2 separate regions of the Sus scrofa genome follow, and region 1 is linked to region 2. The links are chromatin contacts, called in public promoter capture Hi-C maps. All regions are on one chromosome and are shown on one strand. Each heading gives the region's core, a stretch centred on a gene start, on an enhancer-like site or on the middle of the called end of the contact. The rest is flanking DNA. Distances are from core to core; before and after follow the strand shown. Region 1 holds the start of C2H5orf15 (keratinocyte-associated transmembrane protein 2). Region 2 holds the start of HSPA4 (heat shock 70 kDa protein 4).

Region 1 (2,700 bases), core at 53-2,552, 950 kb before region 2:
CAGTCAGAGAAATGAAACAATCTGGTATGGGGACAAAGGAACAAACTGGTCAAGGAAGAAAAGATTTAAGGTGCATTTATTACAGAAAAAAGACCTGTTGAAGTCTGCATCTCTCAATAAGTAAGTAGAAGCTGGAATTGAAGAGGCTTATTCATTAAACGATGGTTTCTGTACTCACAGAGGGAATGCTCCAGGGGAACTCGGGAGGACTTTGTACTCTGTCTACCCTGGAAGTTCTGCAAAAAGGGCACCATTCAGTCTATTTGGGCTTGTGGTGGGCTTTGAGAAATGAACATATGAATGACTTCTTAGTTTTCCTAACACAGAGTTTGTGTGTTTCTGAGCGGTCACTGGGGCCAGATAAATGTTAAGGGAAACCAGATTCAGGAGAACATAGGCCCTTCTCTCTTCCGAAAGGCAGCTCAACTGTCTCTGGGGGAAGGCGGCAATCTTCTGAAGGACTCAGGGAGACCAGAGTGTGAAGCCGCGGGTGAAATAAATGTCTTGCTTCATGCCATACTGATTTTCCTGCACATCAATCAAATGCAATTTTACGATCTGAAGCCTACAGACATTTACTAAGAAAACAGTCACAGAAAACACAGACCAAAGCATTGTTGCTAGTGCCCCGAGGGAACTTCCTGGAAGTTTCTAAATGTGCATTTTCATATACTGGGGGTTTTGTCTTAAGTTACAAAACTACAAAATTGGAGCTTAATGCACCCCTCTTTCCTGGCCCATATTCCTGTTTGTCCTCCATAATACCTTTACCATGTACAGAGTATACATTTTATCCTGTAGTCTCTCGCACAGGAAAATAAATTCCACGAAGGTGGCGGGGGTTCATTTTGTTCAGCGCGGTATACTGAAATATGGAGAGGTGCTAAATGTTTGTTAAAGTAATAAGTGATTTGTGGGCAAAGTTAAAAAATAAAACAAATACCTAAAACTCTACCACCCAATTTTAACATTCGTTTGCTTTTAGGAGGGGGAGGGAGGATACTGCTCTTAGGAGATCGGTCTGTTACACAGGTGGATATACCTTCTAAACGTTTTAAAACACTGTTATTAGTTATATAGTAGCCGTGAGAGGGAGGGGGCGGGGAGGCTCGCTCTGACCCTCTCCACACCTTACACATTACAGCTAAACTCCGGGCCAAGTTTGGGGCGCCCGCCGGTTGTGCAACTCCCACCATGCCTCTTCCTTCACTCCGGCTCAGAGAGCCGCGCTCCCCGCTGCGACGTCATCACGCTGGGACGTAGATGCTTAGGGCCGAGATAGTATACGCAGTGTCTGACGTCATGACGTAGAGCCTAGCAACCGCGCAGGCTCGCAGCCGAGACCGTTATGGCTGCCGCCGCCCCTAGCAGGATGAGAGGCGCTGTACAAGCGAAGCTGCCGCCCAAGCCAGGCATCCAGGTTCCCACGGGGCTGGCGCGGCCGCTGGTCCTGGAGGTCCTGCTTGCGTCTGTCCTCATATCCAGCGGTAAAGGGGGCGCGGCGGCAGGGCGGGCGCAGGAAGATGGGGAGGGCCTGGGTACCTGCAGCGAGGCAGGCCCGGCCGGGGAACCGGCGCTTCGGAGTGTTCGGAGCTGGTGGCGATCATGTGTAGAGGGTCAGGGTCTCTACGGCCCTGAGAAGGGAGGGTAGGCTGTCTGAAGGAGTCTGCGGAGATGGGGTCTCTAAGAGGCCTGAGGAGTGGGGCTGCAGGGACCCAGGGAGCGAGTGTGTAGATGGGCGGGGAGGGAGGAGTGGTGGTGTTGTCTAAGTCTTGGCGAAAGGGTTGCCACAGAGAATGGCGGTGATGCGGTCTCCAAAATTCCTTGGAGGTGTTGATTTTTAAAAAGCCACACAACTCGAGGAGCTGTGAGTTGAGTGTATTCCGTGTCTTACTGACGGCTGTAGCCGGGAAGATAGCTTTTCAGATAGCTCTGAGAAATTATTGGACGAGGTAAGGGAGGAGCCAGAATATGTATGAATTTTTTGCTGGAAAAAAAAAAAAAACAACATGTAGTTGAAGATCAAAAGATGAGTGCTAATCACAGAGAAAAGATATCTCGAGTTCATGATTTTAGTCCTTTTCTATGTACGGGAAGACGCAAGAATCTGGGGTTGCTGAAATTCTTTCTTAGATAGGCTTCTTAACTATCTGGGGGCCTGTACATCCAAAACAAAATACTTCATCCTGTTTTTCTCTATCTTGAAGTCCCCTCTGGCGCACTATCAGTGGGCACCTGCAGTCGTTGGTGGCTTGATTCCTGTAGACTGTAATGGCAGGCAACTTTTTTTTTTTTTTTTCCTTTACAGAAGTGGGAGTTAGGAGGGTCTATAAGAGGGGACAGGGAGGGCAGGTGCTTAGGAGATGACTGAGATTAGGAGGTGTGGGGTCTAGAGAGGGGCGGGTGCCCAGGATCTAGCAGGACCAAGGGAAGGTGTGGGCTTCCCAGAATGGGTGAGATCAGTGGTAAAGACGGAAGTGAGTAGGGGCAGTGCTGGGCTGAGCTGATGGAATATTTTGGAGCGCAAAGGTGAAGGGGAAAGAGCTGTCTTTGAGTACTGGGGCATCCCTGAGGACTGGGAGCTTGTGGTGCTTGAATACTGGGGCCAGAATACTGGGGCTTGGGAGGAGGAGGGGGGTTCGGGGACAAGGAAATTCTTTGTAAACATGGTTCCCCTTCTCTGGGTCCTTGGTGAACCAG
Region 2 (2,759 bases), core at 84-2,583:
AGTAGACTCTTAACTCTAACCAAGGAAAGGCCTGGGTGAGTCATGATTTTTTTAGCGCTGTGTCTATACTGGTCCCATAACTTACTATAGGTTCTAAAAGTCGAAGTGAGCCCCTGAGTCATTCATTAACAATTGCGGCCAACACCCCGGATGGAATGCATTACCCTGAGAATGGAACGCTGTTAAGGGTGGATGCATACAGAATGATAACAGAAAATGACCCAACGTGGTTCAATTTACTGAAACGACGTAAAAAATCAAAGTGAATGCAAAGATATCCAAAAGCCATCAAATTTTATTAAATCCATTTCTGCTATCTTTCCGTGCCAACCCAACCTCAAGATCTCCGGTGCTCCGGCTCCCTCTCTTCCGGGCGCCACCCCACCCCCACTCACGTGGGACTCTGGGCGCTCTTAGGGCCGGCGACCGCCAGAACTCGTTCAACTCAACTAACTTTTATTAAGCGCCTGCTGTGTGCAAAACTCCGAACTCTGCGCTGGGCTGAAGAAACGTCAGTACTCCCTGCGCCTATTATGTACTCTCTAAAAGAGGAGCTCGGTCCACCCCACATCCCAGGCCTGCCTTCCCCCCAACTTCTACTCAATACATCCGCAGGTCCAAGTATCCATTCACAGCCTTCCGCCAGCCGGCGGGCCACAGAAAAAAGGCCTCGCCCCTGCTGCAGACCCACACGGTGGTGGTCGCGGCCACCAGTGACCTAAAACCCAATGGAGGTGCCCTACCCACCACGGCCTCGGCTCGGAACGGAGATTACTGCCCGGCCCACGTTCCCCAAACCGCGAGTGGCACAGACCAGAACAAGTGCTACCTCCCCACCCCCCAGTGCACGCGACTGGCCTGGCCCACACTCACGGCGTGCAGCGGTCGCTGTACTCATTAGCGATCGTTTCGATGCCACCGGCGCGGGCTACGGCGACGTAGCAGCTCTGGAACCCAAGGTCTATGCCCACCACCGACATGGCGCCGGCTACAGCTCGGGCTCGAGCCCCGGTCCGGCCGGCAAGACAGGACACGGACCCCGGCGGGGCTGGCGCGCGGAAAGACGGCCGTGTGGGCCGGGGAACCCGGGCTAGTTGGGGAAGTGAGGGTGACCACACGAGCCCCTCGGTTCTTAGAAGGAGAGCCGCGGCGGAGGGCACTGCTCAGACCGGCTCCGGCTCAGCGGCCGCAGAAGGTGCGCCGGTAGCGGGGGCGGAGAAGATCTCGAAAGATCTCGTTGCGACGAGAGTAAAGCTGCAGCGCGAGAACTGCGACGAGATGTTCTCGCGAGACCCCGGCACAGCTGCTTTTCCTTCTGAAGCCCCGCCCCCCGGTTGCGTACATGTTTACGTCACGTCCGGACCCAAAAACCTGGGAAGGGACTAAGCCGCAGAAAAGATGGTAGAGAGGCGGGGCTGGCCAATTGAGCCTGCGCACAGAACCGGCAGCCGCGCTCCTCGCGGCGGCGCGGAACCGAGAAGCAGCTCCTCTTCCAGAAGGAAATAGGAGCGCCGGTTTGAGGCAAAATACTGAGCAAGCGCTGTTGGCCTACTTCCGCCGTTTTTCTTTATTTCAGAGAAAGTTCCGGTTGTGGCACCTCCCGCGCCCCATCTTGTATTGAGCCCGGTAAAATGGGACCGCGCACTAATCCTCAAAGTTGGGAGAGCCTGGTCATCTCGCCTTGGTGGGGTCTGGTGTGTAGAAGAAAAGATTGCTGTTGGGCCCGGGCCCTGAACAGAGGTTTAGTTCAGGTTCTGTTAAAATCAGAGACAGCGCCCTTTGCGAAGGAGGGGAGGAAGTGACTCTCAATCCCACTGCCTTGATTTTTTTTCCCTCAGTCTTGCACCGTTTTCTAAACCGGTCCTGTCCTTAGATGCAGTTGCACCTAAAGGACCTACTGCACTTTAGCCTTTCAATCCCCAACCCATTTTAAGCACCTGTCTTGAACTGGATGCAAGAAACACGCATTCATAGGTACGTTCAGACATATCGGTAGCGCCAGGATTACATGAAGCAGGCACTCTCCCCTGCAGGGGCACCTGGGTAAGCAGGGAGTTGCGGAGAGTTATGATGTGTTCCTGGTATAGAGAGGAAGCCAGCTGGCAATCAGGAAGCAACTCTACGTAATGAGCATTTCTAATAAATCGCTTGAAGAAGTCTTAGAATACCAGGAATCTGAATCTCTGTGTCTCCAGTAATTTGATATGATTTCTTGTTCTAAGTATCTATTTTATGATTTTTTAAGGGCCCCCAACATTGTGTAAGCTTCAACCCCACAAAACCTGAATCCAACCAGTAACAGGAGTAGCTAAACAAGTAAATGGGATCCCCGTACAGGGTGGCAACTGTTACAACACAGAATGCTGGACACTAGGAAAAATAAAAGGCTGCTTTCAAGTTAGAAAAAAAGTAATAGCTAGCTAGTCTGGGTTGAAAAGAACTGCAGGAAGTACTGCTACTAGGTAGGCTGAATTGAAGACCTCCATCTCAGAGCTCAATCAATTATATTGGACCACTTAATAAAGTGGATAAACAAAGACAAAAGTAAATTTTCCCAAACCTCTGCGTTTGCTGTGTCAATGAAAAATCAATTACTTGTTCTAAGAAAGAAATGGAGGAGTTCCCTGGTGGTTCAGTAGGTTGAGGATCCTGCATTGTCACTGCTATAACACATGTTGAATCCTTGGCCCCGGGAACTTTGGCATGCTTCGGGTGCAGCCAAAAAAAAAAAGGAAAAATTTTATTTGAGCCAGATTTGA

The links. Promoter capture Hi-C pulls out the DNA fragments that hold promoters and counts their contacts.
Region 1: a promoter capture Hi-C map of liver shows a contact between it and region 2, with 8 times the contacts expected there. The contact joins the promoter of C2H5orf15 here to the promoter of HSPA4 in region 2. A contact is called at or near these places in 1 of 5 promoter capture datasets (liver) and 2 of 2 datasets of contacts at active chromatin or transcription factors (alveolar macrophages and skeletal muscle).

The regions. Positions count from the first base shown.
Region 1 is chr2:136,297,727-136,300,426 of Sscrofa11.1, reverse strand. It overlaps C2H5orf15 (keratinocyte-associated transmembrane protein 2), which reads left to right and starts at 1,302. Exons shown (of 3, transcript XM_003123938.5): 1 at 1,302-1,487. The coding sequence starts at 1,349.
Region 2 is chr2:135,344,298-135,347,056 of Sscrofa11.1, reverse strand. HSPA4 (heat shock 70 kDa protein 4) reads right to left here and starts at 1,333. Exons shown (of 19, transcript XM_005661654.3): 1 at 874-1,333. The coding sequence starts at 980.